3 separate regions of the Rattus norvegicus genome follow, and regions 2 and 3 are each linked to region 1. Evidence: chromatin contacts called from public Hi-C data. All regions are on one chromosome and are shown on one strand. Each heading gives the region's core, a stretch centred on a gene start, on an enhancer-like site or on the middle of the called end of the contact. The rest is flanking DNA. Distances are from core to core; before and after follow the strand shown.

Region 1 (4,125 bases), core at 540-3,039:
CCCAAGGGAAAAAACTTTCTCTAGCAACATAGTTAAAATGCACCCCAGAGATAAAACGGGCAAAGTTAAGAACATGCCAGGGAAATTCTTGGGTTGTAGATTCCACATGGATTCATAACGATGATACTACACTCGATGTTATTCTATAATGTAACTTTAAGATACATTTCTCCCCAAGGGCTCCATCCTCTTGGATAAAGGCAATAAGAAATTTCTGAGTGCGGGAGACCCCACACGCCTATTGATATCCAACACATCCATGGGAGATGCAGGCTATTACAGATGTGTTATGACATTTACCTACGAGGGCAAGGAATACAACATCACTAGGAATATTGAACTCCGGGTCAAAGGTAAATACTCAACACTGAGGTACCTGACTTGCCTGGTTCTAGAAGCAACATGGTAGAAAATTCAGGACCACCTAGAAACCCTCGAACGTCTTTGGCATGAAGGAAAAAGAAGAAAAACAAAATGTATGCCAACTATTCTAAATGTTACTAAAACACGGACAAGATACTTTAAGAAATATACAGCAGGAAGTTCTAAGAGAAGGAGAATTCTTGGGCAGGAAAGGGATTAAAGTAGGCATTTGAAGGGTGCAAGGCTAAAACTCACCACTAGAGGGAGCAACACCAAGGGGTCCCGGGAAATGGAAGGTTTGAGCACCGCGAGCTGGTCAGGACGCTCTTGCCAGAAGCAGGGAGAGCTTACTGCAGTGGTTCTCAACTTGTAGGTCATGACCCCTTTTGGTGGGGGAAGGATGTCACCTATCCTAGGTGTCAGGTCTTTCCAATACAATTCTTAACAGTAGCAAATTATAGTTATAAAGTAGCAACTCACTAACTTTGTGGCTGACATAAAATAACAACCTGAGTAACTGCATTAAAGGGTGGCAGCTTCAGGAAGGGTGAGAACCACTGTTTTTCTGGGGTTTCGACCAGAGCGCTGAGCATTGGCATAGCCTGTGCAGAGTGCCCTGGCTGTTGGTCATTGAAGCTGTATCCAGATGCCCTGTGTACAGGCTGACCACTACCTGCTTGAGAGCTTAACAGAAACCTTCAAAATCTGGATTTTTTTTTCAAGAATTCGTATATTTTCACCAGCATAGTAAGATCTTGGGGATAGGCATAAGTTTAAACTTGAAATCAGTTTAGGCTTCATATATTTTATTCATATATTACACAAAACCCAAAAACCGTTTGATGTAATATTTAATTAATTAATTTTTGGAGACAGGGTTTTTGGCTATACTTAGAACGTCTATGTGGTCCAGTGGCTATGAGCTGGCTTCTAATCAGAGAACCTATTGTAGCTTTTCCATGCTGTAGTCACTCATGAATGCCACCAGGTCGACTATCACAGTATTTTAATTAATTCTGTGCATCAAAACAGAGTTTTATGGTATGGAATTTTCCATGCACAGCATTATATTGCTGCTGAACAAGTGAGGTTTTAGAGTAATTCAGATTTTGAAAACCTGACGGATTATACTTGAAAAGAACGTGATAGACAGGGCTGGCTAGCATTGAACAGTCGTTTAATGTCTACCCCTCAGCTCTTACATGCCAGAGAGGAAGCGAGGTGAAAGGAGAGTAGAATAAAATATGTGAGCCCCAGAGGCTCATTTGTGTCATTATCCTGCCTGAATTGAAGCCTCTGGGGTATACTTGTTATCCTGTCCTGTGAGAAGAGAACAAGACATCTTCTTGCTCAGTTCGGGGTGGTGCCTGAGAGCGGGCCTCACTACTTGTCTGTGTGACACTGCACAGAAACGCTAGGGGGCGGCAGACCCGCGTATTGTACCGAGTTCTGAAACTGGGGCCACACCGTGGATCTTAAATGGGCTGCCTTGTCTGGCTTCAGTGTGAGAGGAAGCACCTAGCTTTGCAGAGACTTGAAGCCCCAGGGTTGGGGGATACCCGGGATGGGGTGCCCACTCGCTCAGAGGAGAAGGAGAGGGGTGAAAGGGAGGGATTGTGGGAGGGATTATGACTTGGAGGAGGGGTCAGTGAGCAGGAGATAAAGTAAGTAAAAAAAATCAATCAATAAATCAAATAAAATTTGATGAGTTGCGCACAAGATATAAGAATGGGGGGTCCTGAACCAGACGCAGCAGAGTTACCTGAGTACTCCTCACACACACAATCCAAGTGATGCTCACACAGGGAGAATCTGAGTGCTTCTCACATGCGTGCGAAGTTTGAGTGTACTGCCCCCTCTTCCCTGCCCCCAGACTCTGAGTAGCACCCACACAGGAGAATCTAAGGTCCTACGTACATCTGATAAACAGGATCTTGGGAGCTTGAAGTGCTATAATCTATATTTCCCAAGCCCTTCACCCTTAAGGCCATACAGGCACACCCTGGAGTTGGAGAACCACTGCGTTGTCCTATTTGTGATGCTGATCTTTCTCCCTTGATTGTCCCAGCCTTGTTAGAGGCAGCGATGCCACTTTCACAGTGGAGAAGCCACCTGTTCCTTAAGCTACACTGTCCTCTCATCTGGTGCTTATGTCATATGGTAATTTAAGCGCTCTTTAGTAAGCAAAACCGAGAACCGTGAGGCCAGTGGAGGGATGGCTCCCAGCCCTCCACTCCCATCTCTCCAGATGGCCCTTTTGCTCCACTTCAGGTGCCCAGTTTCCTCCAGGTTGTTCGAATCCCTCGGAGGTCCACTCCAGCCTCGGAAAAGAGTTTACCACCTTAGTTAATAAGATATCAGTGACCAAGGTATGTCACTGAATTTAGTACCCAGTGTGGGATTAGCCTTATACACAGACGACTTTCTAACCCATTTTCCAACCCCCATGCCTGCTCATGAAGAAATGGCTAGTCTTGAGGGAGGGCAAAACCTTTAGGCAAAACCCATCCAGTGGCTATCATCAGTATGCATTCAGGAAGCCTGGGGGAGGAGTAGCTAATTGTTCATCACCGAGCAGATAACAAAGACCATCTGCCAGAGGAATGTGTAACTGTGGCCTCTTCCAGTAATGTCTCTGCCGGGAAAGCATTGGCTTAAGATGCTCACTTTCATGGGGAGCCCATTTCCTTTGCCAGACAAAGGCTGATTCTCACAATGTCTGCTCGCACGGGGAAGGGCCACTTAATTAGCTAAAGAAGGAAATCTGCATCTCTACTGGAAACCAAGGCTTCCCGCCTAATGCAATCTCTTTTCCTTTCAACCTTCTCAGGAATAACCACAGAACCCATCCCTGTGATCATTTCTCCCCTGGAGACAATACCAGCATCTCTGGGTAAGGACCTCAAGAATTGTTTTACCCACGTGCCCATGGCGGTGACTGAAATTATCAGGGCTTTGGGGACCTGCGTCGGCTGACCACTTTATGGCTTTGGGTGCACAGTGACGGAGTGGAGCCCGCAAACCACGATATGTGGGGGCTGACATGACCACTGTAGGGACCTTTGTCTTTGCCAAGTATTGTCTGGCGTATTGCCATTATTTGAGAGCAACGATACTTCATTTTCTGGAAGTCATACCCACAAAAACCTAAAGGCAATGGGGCAAATAATTTGGTAATAGCTATTAACTGTTGGAAGGGGTCCACAGAGGTGGCATCTTTAGTACATTCAACGTAATTTATGTTCTCAATATTTAGCAGCTGCTCAGAACCCCTTGAGACTCTTGTCAAACAGAGCCAGCCGTGACTGCAGACAGTTTCCTGTTATTAGAGTAGCTGGTATATTCATCAACGGTATGATGAAAGGCGGTTTCCGTTTTCAACCCCTGCTGATGCAGGATGTCCTGGCCAACAAACTTGTTGGATGGTGCACAGTGGGTGGGCAGTAAAGGCACTTGAGTGAACTGTATAGATGCTTTTGGAAGTTCAGGGTAGGGAAGGGCTGCCCAAAATTATTGAGCAAGTAGATACTCTGCCCTGTGTGAGCCAGCCCTGTGTCCACACCGACTCTCAACGAAGGTTTTATTTTTACTATTTACCACAGGAAAAGGAGTAATCGGGACATAGCACACTTTAGAAACTCAAAAGTTAGAATCACATTGGGCTGCAGATTCTGGTTAGCGTGCCTGGGAACCTGGCATGTACCTACCCCTCCATGTGCTTGTTTTTAACAATACAGGCTTTATAGTGTTCTGATGCCCATT
Region 2 (4,125 bases), core at 746-3,245, 220 kb after region 1:
CTACAGCTGTGAGCCCTACTTTCTCCAACAGTGACTCCATTCTGATAATTTGATAAAAGTCATTTAGTTTTAGGGTTTTTTTTTTTGTTGTTGTTTGTTTTGTTTTGTTTTTGAGAGCAACCTACAAGTGCCTACCATCTTGGAGGTAGATGGGGTTCTTACAGCCTTTCATTGAGATTTACGGCATGCCCATAGGATCCACACCCCAAACTCTTTTACTGTTGTATTTATAAAACACGTAACGGTACAATTTTTACAGGAGTCTCAGTGGTTGGCCATGATCAGAAAGTGAGTCATTTGGATTCTTCATAACGATTAATTGGGGAAAAGCCCCCTTGAGTTTTAGTTATGTTTGATCCGTTATTAGAGATCCCCAACTAGTGTGTCGTAAATGAGTTTCAAGTCTACTGGGGCACAGAAAACTCCATTATCAGCAGTAGAGTTGGTCCAAAACCTCCCTGTGGGTGCCTTAAACCGTGGCTATGCTAAATTCAGTATATGGCACGATTTTCTAAATGTTTGTATGTAATGCATACTTTAGAAACAAGTTCACAATAGTGAAAGGAAAATCAAATATTTCTAGTAATAGATTCTGTTACAAATTTATGTGGTGGTGTACTCTCTGTTCTCATCGATCCTGATCCCACTTGTCAGAAGAGACGATGCCTCTGCTGACTGTGAACAGCTAAAACCTCAGAACACGAGACCACAGATAAGAGGGCCACTGTGATGTCTCCTGCTGTGTTCAGAATCCTGGCCCCGTCTATTCATACTCACGGCCGTGTGCATACTGGAAAAAGATAAGGATACTCACACACTGTCCCATCCGTTCTGGCTTACATGGAAGAAATGGAGGCCCAGAGAAGTGAAGTAACTGGAGGCACAGGTCTCTGGAGTGGAGAGGCAATGACTAGCTTAGATCTCTTGGACGGTATGCCAAACCTCAGCCCAGGACACCACTGCTGGTTGGAACCATGCAGATCTTTGAGAGCGATGGAGCCTCTCAAGTTTGTTACTTTATGTAGACGAGAAACAAAGACAACAAAAAGAGTGGAAACAGAGTGGTGAGCAGGCAGGAGCTGGTTTATTAAGAATAAGTCAGGAGAGACTGAAGCTTCCATATTGGGAAGGTTTCTGGGGAAGTTGACACCAAGCTCCTTGCCTGTGAGTTTTTAAATAAGACTCATGACAGAAACTGGGCAAAGATTGATGTGATTTCTGGTTAATTCTGTAGGTGTATCATAGGCAGAGCCAATGGTAGGCCTACATACTTTTTGTATGTTGCCTTGGCCTAACCAAGGTGATGATTATATGCTGGATACCCTAACAGGGACTAATTCTAAGTCATGTTCGCCCTTCATTTTTTTCTTGACCTTGGCTAAGTTTGCTAGCCCTTGATCTTGGCAGAGCCTGCTGGCTCTGAAACTTGGCTAGGTATTACAGATGTTAATTAAACCATGATTTCTTTGTTCTCACCTTTACATGACCACCTGGTAGTTTACCTTGGACTAGTGCCTTTTCTGGACACGGGGAACTAGCAACTAACTCCTGTTGAAGCTACCAATGTATCTGCAGTTTTCCTGGGGTACCTACCTTGTATTTACTCCTTGTCCACAGGGTGATCTGAAGGGAAGCTCCTTCCCGGACCAGGTGGAGGCATTTTAGAAATCACCCTTACAGATAATTAGTCTGTTGCTGTTGTAAAGACATGCTGCTGTGTATTTTCCTCATGGGGGCTTAGTGAGGGTCAGTGGGAGCCTGCCAAGAACAGCTTTGCTGTTTTGCTAACAGCCTTGTTTCTCTTATCCTAGTGTGGCTACCTCATACTCAGTTGCAAGCCCCATTGTTTCCCTTCCTCCGGCTTCCTGACCTTGCTATTTGACCTAACACCATTTTTAACTTCACTAGTTTGCTTCCGTTGCTGCAGAACTACACAGCTAATACTATAAAAACCCGGAAAGGGAGTGCCAGACGCACATAGCTGTGGCCTCTCTGGTTTCTCTCCACTCACTATCAGCTTTGGAAGTTTAAAGACTTTCACGCTGTGTCATCTTGTCCAGCGGTGAGCAATCTGATAGCTCATGCATCCATGAGGGATTTAACAGTAGGGATCAAGAATGCCCTGAGTGGACGTTTCATAAATGGATGCTTCCAGAGTGCTAAGGATTTTTAAGATGGGCGTGGCCAGTAAGGCTGTGCATCTGTTATTTGTTTGCACAGATTCCCGGGTGTCTTAGTCGGGTTCTCTAGAGTCACAGAACTTATGGAATGTCTCTCTATACTGAGGGACTTTATCGTGATGACTTACAGTCTGTAGTCCAACTAACTCAACAATGAGCAATTGCGAACGGGAAGCCCGAGAATCTAGTAGTAGGTTCCAACAGATGTGCTGGCAGGTAAGTGCAAGCAGGTGAAGAGTGAATCTTCCTTCTTCCAATGTCCTCATGTAGGTCTCCAGCAGAAGGTGTGGCTCAGATTAAAGGTGTGCACCACCACGCCTGGATCTGGGACTTGCTTTATCCCAGGCTGCCCTTGAACTCAGAGATCTCCTGAGATTAAAGGCATGTACTACCTTCCCTGGGCCTAAACTTTTCATGGTCACTAATGCCTTAAGATCTCCATGCCAAGAACTAGGTCAGAGGCTTGTCTCTCCCAGCCTCAAGATCTGGATTGCAGGTGTGCCCCCCCAATTCTGGATTGTTGTTCATTCCAGATATCGTCAGGTTGACAGCCAGGAATAGCCATCACACCAGGATTCATATCTGAGACAAAGCTTTAACATAGAGCATGGAATCAATTGAAGTTCACCTATCGACCAGAGCCTTGCTTCTGCCTAGGAGTCTTCAGACCCAGGGCCTGGGGGTGTGAAGAAGAGAGTCTCTTCAGGGCCAACTCCACTACCATCACTTACATGGGGTGGGCTGGGGGAGGGCTGCTGAGATGACTACCCAACTTCCCTCATTTAGTGGCTAGCCTGAAGCAATAGAAACATTTTGAAATGCAGTATGGACATGACAAACATGTCACTCAGAGAGATGGATTAGATATGTCTGAGAGAACTTTGGTGGTTATGGAAAGTGGTTACTGCGTGAAGGGAGCTCAGCCACTCAGCTGGCACTGGATGTTTTGCTGGGGACAGCTGACAGTTTCCGGAAATCCTAAACCTTCTGCCAGTTTTTTAAAGTGCACATGCACGCACACGTGCACACACACACATACACACACACACACACACACACACACACACACGAGTCCCTGGAGACAACATGTTTAGAGTTAGAGTTTATGGAATGTGTCTCTTCTCCAAGGCAGGGTCCAGGCTGCCTGACATTCATGAGAGTTGTTGTCCTTTCCCACTTAGGGAAGTACCACAGTCCTTCCTGACCCCTCCTGAATGTTCACAATGTTTCATTCCTAATGGCCTCTCTCCACCAACTTGCCTGATTGCCTGCTCTTGGATCTGCAGAGGAGGAGCTTAGGGAACTTTGAAGGACAGCCCCAGCAAATGTATGCTAAAGATGGCTGAGGTGCCAGCATTGACCTTCAGGGACATCCATCCTGACAAGCTATATCCTAAGAGTGTCTGTGGGAGGTGTCTTAAATAGACAGCCGCTATGGACAGTGCCATCTTGCTCTCGGCTCCCAAACATGAGGCTGGGTAGACAGTACCAGGGAACTCTTTCTTCACCCTCGAGCCACTCCAATGTCTCTCTGATGCTTAAAACCCATGATTCCAAATGAGCTGTTCAGAAGTTAAGGCCCTATAAGCATCTACCTCTTAGGCATCACTCCCCACCTCCCCCATCCCCCGTCCCATGCATACTCCCAGCAAAACTTGGAATTTCCCCCACAAGACTCTGCTGCCTCTGTAGCTGAGGTTCAGGGCAGTGGTGGTAGAGAAAAGCTTAAAGGAACTTCTGTAGTGTGATCCAAGTGGAAAATTCCAGAAGTAGAGAGGTGCTGTTGCTACGCTTCATGGTGTTCTTAGTGTGGTAATGGCATCTTGCACTGCTGTACCCAGGACATGAGCTGCATCTTTGTTTAAAGCATCTGCACTGTATGTGCTACCACCAGTTGGAGGCTCAATAGTTTGAGCTCTCATAACTCTTATCTTGCTTAGTGATA
Region 3 (4,125 bases), core at 794-3,293, 150 kb after region 1:
TAGGGACGAATGATTTTCAGAGACTTACGGGCTCATAGTTTAGAAACCCTCCTTAAGTTATTTTTCTTTCAAACGTACAAGTTGGCGAGGTGGCAGTTTCTTCTAATTCATACTTTTGTCAAAAAGAAAAAAAAACACTTCAATATGTTTGTGTGCATTATCTGGGTCTCTAGGCTGTTCTGGTGACATATTTGTCTCTATTCCGATGCTACACTGACTTAATTTTGGTAACTTTATAAAGCTTTACAGGTTTATAAGATTTTAGTATTGAGTTTTGTGGTGCTCAGAGATAAGAAACCAAATGCCTTGTTTGTCAATTTGTATGAAATGTCCTGATCATATTTTGATTGGGATTATATTGAATATAAATATGTTTGGAGCAGAAACAGCTTAACAAGAGCAGTTCTTCTGTTTTACACACACAGGGTTTATCCACTTGTTTGTGACTTACTGAGGCGAAATTTTCCGATTTTCAGTCTATAATTTGATTTTATATATTTAACCTCAGTTTTTAATACCTTTTGGTACCACTGTAGTGTTGGTTTCCAAAAACCACAGTTTGCTGAGAGTTTTACAGAATTTTAATTAAATGCCTCTTTTTTCATCTGTTGAGATTTTCGTATCATTTAAATAAATCTCTTAGCATATAGGGAATATTTAAAGCTTTAATGTTTTTCAAATATAAATTTACAATACATATCTTTTATATTCTATAGGATTCAATTATGTAAAATATCTGAAAGACACACACCTGTATTTATAAGAGTTTGGTTTGTAGTTTTGTCGTAACGCGATTGGTTTGGGTAACATGTGACACTGATATCACACTGAGTCTGGAGGCATCACGGTCTCCTTAATATTTGGGAGGATTTGCTCAAAACTGACAGTCATGTCTTTGACATCTGGAAGGACATGAAGGTGAAGCTATCCAGACTTGAAATGTTCTCTTTTAGGATCTTTTACAACAAGTTCTCTTAGAAGGCACAGGACAGTTTAGGCTATCTGTTTCCCCTTGGGGAAGTTTCAATAGGTTCTGTCTTTCAAAAATCTTAGCCATTTTATTTATAATGTTGGATTTATTACAGTAAGGCTGAACATAATACTCCTCTTACCTTTCTAAGATACCTTCGAGACTTCTTTTTTCTCCTGATTAGAGATTTACTTACCCTCTCAGATCTTGTTTTGTTTTAGATCTTTATTAATTTTTATGAAAGATGTATATCTTCTGGAATCTTTCATTTTTCTTTATTCTTCTCTTTTTATTTCAACGTTTTCTTCCCAGGTATTATTTACTACCGACTTACTCTGCTGCTGGATTAATTGAGTTTGGTATTTTCTAAATGGTATACTAGCTTACCATTTTCCGGAGCCGTTCACACCCAGGATGGCTGTGCCCGCAAGGCCTAGTAATTTCTAGGGTTTGTGGACAGTTTGCCTCCTAGGACCTGCTTTTGGTGTGATGGCTGGCCCAGAGCTGTGCTTCCAGACCCCTCACCATCAGCCTTTCACCCCCACACCCAGCTTTACTCCTGCTACAAATTAGTGCACAGCCAGCCAGGTGGTGATCGCTCCTACCACATGGGTGCTCTGCCCCCTGTGTGGATTCTGAAACAGCTGAGCTGGCCACTGAGGGTTTCAAACCAAAAGCTGAAACTTACTCGTTTAGACTCATTCGTTTAAAGTGCTCATTAGTTGTTTCAGTCACAGCAATGAGCAAAAAAAAGACTGATAAAGAAAGTTAGTACCAGAGAAGTGACCCTACTGCTGTGACAAATGTAACCATCTTTGGGGGGGAAAAAAGAAACAAAATTTTTGAGGAATTTAAGGGAAAAAGAGAGATTTTAGTCAGAAAGAGCTGGAATTTTGCAATCAGAAACTTCTTTGTGATTCTGGTGGGAGCTCGGACTGGAATGCCAGTAGGAATGTGAAAATTTAAGATAGTTCTCTGTTGATTCAGAGGCCATTACGAGATACCACCTTCTGGCAAAGAACTTGTCTGGTGTTGTCCGTGTCTGGAAACTATGTGTGAGCTGAATTTAGAGCTGACTGGTGATTTTACGGAGGGGATCAAGGCCGTCCAGCATTCAGACTGCAGCATGGTTGTTATTGGCTGTGTTCTGTCAGGTTTAGAGTGAGGTTAGGGGTCTCGCTGCAGAGCGGAGGAGTTACAGACTTGCCATTGGTCAGAAAAAGCCAGATGAAAGCTGAAGCTAAAGAGATGTGGTGTCCGAAGATATTGGTGCCTTTTAGAAGAAGTTGAGTGTTTTACAAGTTCGTGTCAAGGGTATGAGTGCATCTCTGGGATGCCCACCTCATTACCAAGGGCCACTTGCCCAAGGAAAAAGCACTGTTTCTCTTAAGTGTGTCTCCCCAGGCACTCAGAGGCCATGCAGCAGTGGTTCAAGGAGGTACAGTTAACATTGAAGCTAGCAGCAGACCCTAGTGTCAGCCATACCATGCCAGCATTCATGATATAAAAATGTAAGTTTCCAAAGGAATTCCCGAGTATACAGATGCTGTAACAGGCTTGGGAGCCCCGTAGGCAGCCCTGAGAGATCATTTAGAGAAACTGGACCCTGTGGTAAGTTTTCCTGATTATTTTTTGATATGCCCAGCCCACTGTGAGTAAGATAACGTTTTTTGTTATTGTACAGGTGCCCATAGTAAGAGAGAGTCTTGAGCCTCAGTAGAGACATGGCCTTAGAGTTCTGAGCACAGTTAAAACTTTAAGGACCTTCTTGTACAGATTCTTACAGATGGGCTAAAAGCAGTTTGCGATGTAAACAGTCATGACCCTTTGAGGGCCAGAGGTTGGATGTTAAGGTTTGAAGATTAAAATTTCCCCCATCATATGCTAAGTACCTGCCACTGTGAAGTTTCACTGTGAATGAAATATTTAACAGGGCATTTTTGTCTGGTACTGTTTTCTTCTTTGTGAAGGAATTCTTTGACTATTTATAGAGAGTACAGGTCCCCTGAGAAGGGGTTCTTAGAGCTTTTAAAATCCTCTCTGTGATTTTGAAAGGCATTTTCACTGGAATTACAGCTGGATAATAGCTTTACTCCCTAGAAGGATGGTTGTAGCCCTTTTGGTTTTGTTTGTTAACTATTGTTACTTAAAAATGAAAAAGCAGCCAGGTGATGGTGGCAGGTGCGTTTAATCCCAGTGCTTTGGAGGCTGAGGCAGGTTGATCTCTATAAGTTTGGGGCCAGCCTGGTCTACAAAGTGAGTTCTAAGATAACCAAGACTACACACAGAAACTGTGTCTTGAAAAAAAAAAAACCAAAGTAAACAGATACATTTTTAAAATAGAATATCTCTGGCTACTTAAGATTTTCTTTCTGTCTCTGGTGTTGATAATTTTGTTTTAGACAGTTGGTGTGAGTCCCCTTTTCCCTTTCTTGGTGTTCCTGGTGTTTTTTGGGCTCAGGCTCATTATAACATCTCGAGGAATTTCAGCATGTATTTCAAACACGACTTCTGTGTTCCCACACTCCCCTAGCAACTCATAGTCATCATGTCCCAGCTGCTTTAGCTGTCACTGAGTCTCAGATATTTTCTAATGTCATGTCTTCAGGTTTTCTTAATTTCTCTTCCCAGTGTATCTTCAACTTGGCGACACATTTCTTTTTTTGTCACTAGAAGACTTTTTCTTTTTAATCATTTTATGTCTCTGTTGACTATCTCTTACATCTCTTTGAGCATCTCGAGCAAATGGAAGACAGTATTATGTATGTCAGGCCGTGAACAGCCTTGCATCCTACGGCTGTCCACGCGGTTTGTTTGAGTGGGAGGGGGTGCATTCCGTCTTCACTATTCTCCGTTGTACGGAAGTCACTGTCTCCCCCTCCGTCATTCCTACCTTTACGCGAATAAGGAGAACGTAAGAGGGGATAAGTAACCTGCCCAGGGTACAGCCCATAGGGGACACATGACAGAGCTGGAACTGACTGTCAATGACTTCAAACTCTGAAGACCGTGTTCTCGAGTGCACAGCTGGAAACTGTGTATATGGCAGGAACTGGTATTTCTACTAACCATCGAGTCCAGATGTATAAATTCCACCAAGAAATGCTGGAAACGTTTCCTGAAATTGCTTCTCCTTTTTCTCTTCTAAAGACAAA

What was found. A called contact is a pair of places that touch in the nucleus more often than the background predicts.
Region 2: a contact with region 1 is called in a Hi-C map of the A7r5 cell line, with 10 times the contacts expected there. The contact joins two enhancer-like sites. A contact is called at or near these places in 10 of 12 Hi-C or Micro-C datasets (the A7r5 cell line, Schwann cells, frontal cortex and 6 more) and 1 of 1 datasets of contacts at active chromatin or transcription factors (oligodendrocytes).
Region 3: a Hi-C map of the A7r5 cell line shows a contact between it and region 1, with 7 times the contacts expected there. The contact joins two enhancer-like sites. A contact is called at or near these places in 9 of 12 Hi-C or Micro-C datasets (the A7r5 cell line, the Rat2 cell line, Schwann cells and 4 more).

The regions. Positions count from the first base shown.
Region 1 is chr9:49,909,957-49,914,081 of GRCr8, forward strand. It overlaps Il1r2 (interleukin 1 receptor type 2), which reads left to right. Exons shown (of 9, transcript NM_053953.2): 5 at 179-353; 6 at 3,194-3,256. Among named protein-coding and RNA genes, the nearest start is that of Il1r2, 32 kb to the left of the region's middle. Within about 2 kb of position 1,790, at least 15 of the 93 cell types and tissues checked have an H3K27ac peak or open chromatin away from gene starts, as enhancers often do. A contact at or near this core is called in the A7r5 cell line, where this site is marked.
Region 2 is chr9:50,134,381-50,138,505 of GRCr8, forward strand. No RefSeq gene overlaps it. Among named protein-coding and RNA genes, the nearest start is that of Il1rl1, 36 kb to the right of the region's middle. Within about 2 kb of position 1,996, at least 7 of the 93 cell types and tissues checked have an H3K27ac peak or open chromatin away from gene starts, as enhancers often do. A contact at or near this core is called in the A7r5 cell line, where this site is marked.
Region 3 is chr9:50,057,033-50,061,157 of GRCr8, forward strand. It overlaps Il1r1 (interleukin 1 receptor type 1), which reads left to right. Exons shown (of 12, transcript NM_001412594.1): 4 at 4,121-4,125. Among named protein-coding and RNA genes, the nearest start is that of Il1r1, 25 kb to the left of the region's middle. Within about 2 kb of position 2,044, at least 8 of the 93 cell types and tissues checked have an H3K27ac peak or open chromatin away from gene starts, as enhancers often do. A contact at or near this core is called in the A7r5 cell line, where this site is marked.